Regions from separate parts of the Mus musculus genome. Here region 2 is linked to region 1. Evidence: chromatin contacts called from public HiChIP or PLAC-seq data. All regions are on one chromosome and are shown on one strand. Each heading gives the region's core, a stretch centred on a gene start, on an enhancer-like site or on the middle of the called end of the contact. The rest is flanking DNA. Distances are from core to core; before and after follow the strand shown. Region 1 overlaps Rbm47 (RNA binding motif protein 47). Region 2 overlaps Apbb2 (amyloid beta (A4) precursor protein-binding, family B, member 2).

Region 1 (3,122 bases), core at 265-2,764:
TGTGACTTAAGCCACTCCAGATCCAACTGGCTTGCAGCAAGTAGTTAAACCCTGTCTGAAGAACCGGTCCTCAGTCTTCACAAAGCTCCTTTGTTTCAGAGTCCCAGGTGGCTGCTCTAAAGAGAGGCAGAAGGTACCAGGGAAGTATGGAAGGCCTAAGGTAGATGTGGTTGTATAAAAGAAAGAAACAAGGGCTGGTGAGATGGCTCAGTGGGTAAGAGCACCCGACTGCTCTTCCGAAGGTCCGGAGTTCAAATCCCAACAACTCTTCCGAAGGTCCGGAGTTCAAATCCCAGCAACCACATGGTGGCTCACAACCATCTGTAACAAGATCTGACTCCCTCTTCTGGAGTGTCTGAAGACAGCTACAGTGTACTTACATATAATAAATAAATAAAAAGAAAGAAAGGAAGGAAGGAAGGAAGGAAGGAAGGAAGGAAGGAAGGAAGGAAGAAAGAAAGAAAGAAAGAAAGAAAGAAAGAAAGAAAGAAAGAAAGAAAGAAACCGCAGACCAGTCCGGAGAAAGAAGACATAGACATTATGAAATCAATCATATCAGCTATTTTTACTTACTTCGGGTGTTTAAATTTTTATTATGGGGTATATGTGTATGATAATTGAGGAAGGGTTTGAGCCAGGTTGGGACAGAGATGAGAGGACATATTTGTTGAGTCTATTCTCTGATGGTATTTGTGTGGGTCCTGGAGGGTTGAACTTGGGTCAGTGGGCTTGGGTGGCAAGGATTTTACACTTTGTGGTTTTCCTGAGCCTGGGTCTAATATATATATATATATATATATATATATATATCGCCAAAGCTAGCTTCAGGCTTTGTACCTGAAGACGACCTTGAACTCCTGATCCTCTCTCTGGGATATGGGTGCTGGGATTTGGGTGTGAACCACACTGTCCAGTTGCCAGTGTGAACTGTCATGATCATGGGGCCTTTTTCATGCCAGACAAGCACTCTACTACTGAGCTGGGTTCATAGACTATTTTATTTATTTAATGTGTATGAGCACACCATTGCTGTCTTCAGACACTCCAGAAGAGAGCATCAGGTCATCTACAGATGGTTGTGAGCCACCATGTGGTTGCTGGGAATTGAACTTAGGACCTCTGGAAGAGCAGTCGGTGCTCTAACTGCTGAGCCATCTCTCCAGCGCCCATAGATATTCTAAATACAGGGAAAATCTGATCAGGCCAAATGAAACCTTACTAAGGTAGTATTATTTATAAACTTTAACTCATCTATAAGTTAAAATAGAACCACAATGTAAAGACCATGCCAATATGTATTTGCTTTTATATATAATAGTAATATATTGCTTCTAGAAATACATTTGATAATATTTAATTATTTGCAGGGGGGTGAGGGAGGGAGGGCAGGCATAAATGAGTGGAGATCAGAGGACAACTTGCATTAGTCAGTTCTCTCCTTCCACCATGAGGTCTCCAGGGATCTGAGTCATGTCATCAGGCTTGTGGCAAGTGCTCTTATCCTCTGAGCCACCTCAGCTACTCATTCGGTACTATTCTGAATTCCAAAAGCTTTGCTGTAACTACCGTTTGCATCAGTGCATGACTAAGATATGAGAGAAAGAAACTGTTCCTATGCATGTGTGCATGCGCACACAGCATTGAAGTATTAGCCTGCACCAAACACTGGCTCGGAAGCCACATAGCCGGGTTAATAGTGTTAGCAACAGCTGGCCATGAACCTAATTACACCCCACTGGAAAGGACACGGGATATACAGAAGTTCCCACAGACCTCTTTCCTCCAGTTAGACTGTCAAATACCCCAACATAGCACTCAGCATAAAATACAGTATATATCGGAGCAAAGTATAAATAAAGTTGGAGATATTTCATCTTAAAATTTAAAAATGGAGCCAGGAGTTAGTTCAGTGGCATAGTGTTTGCATACCTTGATCAAAACACTGGTTTAGATCTTCAGCACACCAAACAGACAAGACCATGGGGGGAGCTTTGACCTCAAAGGTGGTCCTCTAAACCATCACATCACACTGGGTGGATTTATGTAAAAATTGAAACTCTGACCCGGCAGACTAGCTGTCCTAGCTTGCTTTTTGTTGCTGTGATAAACACCAAAATTAACTTAGGGAGGAAAGGGCTTATTTGGCTTACACATCCACGTCACAGTCCATTATGGAGCCATGTCAGGGCAAGAACTCAAGAAGAAGCTGGAAGCAGAAACTGAGGCAGACCATGGAGGGATGCTTTCCATGGCCGGCTTTCTTGGCCTGCTTTCTTATACAATTCAGGACCACCAGGCCAACAAGGACACAGCACCGTGGGCTGGGCCTTCCACATTATTGTGGTGGTTTATATGAGAAGGGGCCCCATAGGCCATTTCATATAAGAATGCTCAGTCCACAGTGGAACTGTTTAGGAAAGTTTAGGTGTGGCCTTGGCAGGTAGTGGTCACTTCAGGTGGATTATGAGGTTTCAAAAGCCCAGTCAGTGTCCTTCTCTGCCTTGTGCTTGTGGGTCAGGTGTGAGCTCTCAGCTCCTTCTCCAGCACCATACTTGCTGGCCTGCGTGCTGCCACACTCCCTTGCCATGATGATCATGAACTGATAACCCTCTGAAACTGTAAGCAAGCCCCCAATTCAATGCTTTCTTTTATAAGTTGCCATGGTCACGGATGTCTCTTCACAGCAAGAAAAGCATATCTTACAAGAGTTAATCAAGAAAAAAAAAAAAGCCTTTTACAGACATGTTCTCAGGCCAATCTGATGGAGGTAATTCCTACATTGAGGAATTTCCAGGTAACACTACTTTTGTCAAACTGACAACATTTAATGAACACAGTAGCATACACCTGGTATCTAAGTACTTGGAAGGTGAAGACAGGAGGATCAGGAGTTCAAAGCCAGCCTGGGCTACACGAGACTTATCTCAAAATAGACCAAAACAAAGCCTGCAAAGTCTCAACTGAAAAGTCACCAAACTTAAGACTGATTTTAAAAGGGAAAAAAACAAAGATACTCATTTCTTTGAAGAGTAAAATAGTAATTAATAACAACTACCATTCACAGAGTTCATTTATTCTAACTGGCAGGAATGGTTCTAGGTGAGAGGGCTATAATAGTGTCC
Region 2 (3,122 bases), core at 230-2,729, 320 kb after region 1:
AGCTGTATGGTTATCCCGGCTCCTGACCTAGTCACAGAGATCAGCCCTCTAGAGACGTCAATTCCTAAGGTTGGAGTCAGGTGGGAAAGGAGTATATACATATGAATATGAAGGACTTTTAAAAGATCTAACCAGCTCAAAGAGGGCCAGAACGATGCCCATCTACAGTATATTCATTCTATTTGATCTTCTCTGTTTTGTGATGCTTTCTCAAGAGATAAGAAAGTGGGGGATGGGGTAGAACAGGATCACCCTCTGTCTGGTTGTGAACACCTGTAATCCCAGCACTTGACCCAGGGGGATTACAGGTCCAAGATCAGCCTGAGCTACACAGTGACTCCTTGTCTCCCTGTCTCAAACAATACAATAAAACCAGCCAGCGCTTTGCTTTGCTCTTCTTCATACCATTACCGAGGGACTGCAGCAGCTCCGGTTTCTATTCTGAGCCAGATCTTTTGATTGTCCAGTAAACAAAAGGCCTTAACGCAACACAACCTCCACAACACTGAGAAGGCGCTGGCCGTTCAAGTTCAAATACCCTGGTGGGATGTGGCCTCCATTGTTGGGATGTCATGAGCCAACGGCGGTTACTCCAGGCAGGAATGAATGCACACCACTGTCACCACGGTCATGCTCCTAAATGAAATCAGGCTTTGTGACTGTTTGGAAACAGCGAAATGCTTTTCAACTCCGGGACGTTGTGGGTCCTGTGGGGACAGGTGTCTGGGGGATCCCTTGAGTGGAGTTTGACCCAGTTTCCCTCTTGAAGGGAAAAAAGTCATTGGCCTGGTGAATTATTCATTCACTATGGCAGTGACCTTGGCCAGGGAGGCCCCAGAACACATTCAGCATTGGCCTCAGCAAATGTATCAGCTGCTTCTACTGCCTCCACAGGCTGTCAACAACGTGATGGGTGCTCAGGCAGAAACCACCACTCAGGGGCCTTCTGGGACACCGGGCCCACTAGTGCTCTTCCTGCTTCCTGAGCAAGACAGTCCTATTGTGAAAGTTTGTGCTCTACTCATATTTGCCTGGCCCATCTATGAAGGTCATGTTCATGAAGCATGTATACCGTGCCACTTGGTAAGGGGTGACACACATGGAAATATCTCCAGTATCCACCCACAACTATCTATGGCATTATTGGGAAGGTGCTTCCTAGTCTGCATCAACTCTGCCTATACACCATTGAAAGGCCCAGCCCGTGGTGGCTGTTGCTGAGCCGACGAGTGGGTTGAACCATCCCGTCAGAAACAAGTCATAGAAACTTAAAAGAACGTGCCAGAATGCCAACTTGTTAATTTACACAGGGAAATGCAAGTGCCACCCTGGTTCAATGCAAGCACAGGCTGAGGAGAAAGTTTGCCCTCTGTTGCAAGTCCACTCTGGTTTCTGATCGGCCGCTCATAGTAAGCTGAGCAGCAGAGGTGCATGCAGAAGTGCCCGTGCCGGCATTTTACCAGGCAGGATGTTGGGAGATTCTCCCCTGGTGCCAGAGACAGGCCTCAGGGGTGTGATGTGGTATAAGCATACTTGCTTGTATTAGTCACTGCCTGTCTAGGAACCAGCCTGGCATTGAGCCCTATTAATTAATAGAAAATTTGAACAGAGGTATGCTTACTTTAGATATGGAGTGTAATGTTTCAAAAATGTTCATGGAATAGACTCTGTGTGTATGTGTATATGTGTGTGTGTAAGCACAAGCTTGTATGTATATTACAAAGTCCATCATCTTATTGGCAGAGATAGTTTATTAGGGGCTTATTCTGTGCCACTTACAGATCACAGCCCAAGTTTATAGCATTCAGCAAAATATGTTCTCATACCACCAGCTCAGGTGCTGCATTTCTTGTTTTCGGAATGAAAGGTAGAGGCACAGAGCAAATGGCTGAACTGTCTAAGGTGACACAGTAAGCAAGCAGCTGAGCTTCATCTCTTACGGGGTGTGAGGCACCACGATCTGGGACTTCACAGGACAGGAAAACCGCCACCATGAAACTGAACAAGGGACCTGCAGCTTCATCTAAGACACATGGAAATATCACGGCAAGAATGAGTAGACCTCGCTGGGGGTCGGGGACTGCTACTTGCTGCCTGTACCCTCATTGTGCTCACTGCCCTTCATTTCCCCGCTTGCATCACTGGAGGGAAGCCACTGCCTCTGCAGGTGCTATGGAGGATTAAACTGGTGCATCTCTAAGCAGAGGCCTAGTACTACCTTTAGGATGGAAGAGCAGCAATGTTCACTGGGTCAGCTCTGAAGCCACGACGCTCAGATATAATCCCTAGCACTCTACTTAATTCCCCAGTGACATAGGACCAGTTACTGAGCTGCCCTGTGCCTCTGTTCCCTACACCAACAGAGACAACAGCAGCACTTTGGTTCTGGGGAACACTAAGAGTCTGAAGACTCGCGCCAAACATACAAAGCACTGCAGGCGATCGAGGGGCGTGCTCAGTGTGCTAGCTTTGATGAGCACTAGCTTCAAATGACCGACGGAATGAGCCACACCAGCTGGCATGGAGGTCATCTAAAAGGACTCATCCGGCCACTCACATAGCCTGTGGTCGGGGTTAAGTGTGATGATGCTCAATTCCAAGTGCTCAGATGTAGATCAGGAGAGTGGCTCTTCCCTCGGGCAGTCACTGCTCAGTTCCCAACAGCATCCTTATCTGACTCTTTAGGACAGTGGTTCCCAACCCTCCTAATGCTGTGACCCTTTAATACAGTTCCTCATGTTGTGGTGACCCACCCACCCCGGCCATAAAATTATTTTTGTTGCTACTTCATTAGAAATCTGCCAAGGGGGTCTCGACTCACAGGCTGAGAATCACTACTTTAAACATGCCCTCTGCAATAGCTGGTGGGCTCTACAAACAGGTCTGGAAATTGGAACTCATAGGGAAGGGCCCTGGGATATTATGGCAGAGGGGCATCCTGAGGTCTCCCTGTATCTGGAGTCCTTTAAGTGAGCATCTAGTGGATTCCTGGTCTACACACTGGGTATCCAGAATCCTGTCCTGGGACTGAGTCCCAAGCACTGCATAGGTCTTATTTCCTCGATGGGAAATGGACATGCACTGCTCTAATGACACTTCCTCCACCTCTCATGGTCAATACT

Evidence for each region. HiChIP or PLAC-seq counts read pairs in DNA pulled down with a chosen protein or histone mark.
Region 2: a FOXA1 HiChIP or PLAC-seq map of pancreatic cancer cells shows a contact between it and region 1. The contact joins two enhancer-like sites. A contact is called at or near these places in 2 of 115 datasets of contacts at active chromatin or transcription factors (large pre-B cells and pancreatic cancer cells).

What each region holds. Positions count from the first base shown.
Region 1 is chr5:66,057,522-66,060,643 of GRCm38.p6, forward strand. All of the region lies in intron 3 of Rbm47 (RNA binding motif protein 47), which reads right to left. Among named protein-coding and RNA genes, the nearest start is that of Gm40310, 49 kb to the left of the region's middle. Within about 2 kb of position 1,515, at least 31 of the 459 cell types and tissues checked have an H3K27ac peak or open chromatin away from gene starts, as enhancers often do. A contact at or near this core is called in pancreatic cancer cells, where this site is marked.
Region 2 is chr5:66,373,107-66,376,228 of GRCm38.p6, forward strand. The region is part of intron 9 of Apbb2 (amyloid beta (A4) precursor protein-binding, family B, member 2); the gene reads right to left. Among named protein-coding and RNA genes, the nearest start is that of Nsun7, 110 kb to the left of the region's middle. Within about 2 kb of position 1,480, at least 32 of the 459 cell types and tissues checked have an H3K27ac peak or open chromatin away from gene starts, as enhancers often do. A contact at or near this core is called in pancreatic cancer cells, where this site is marked.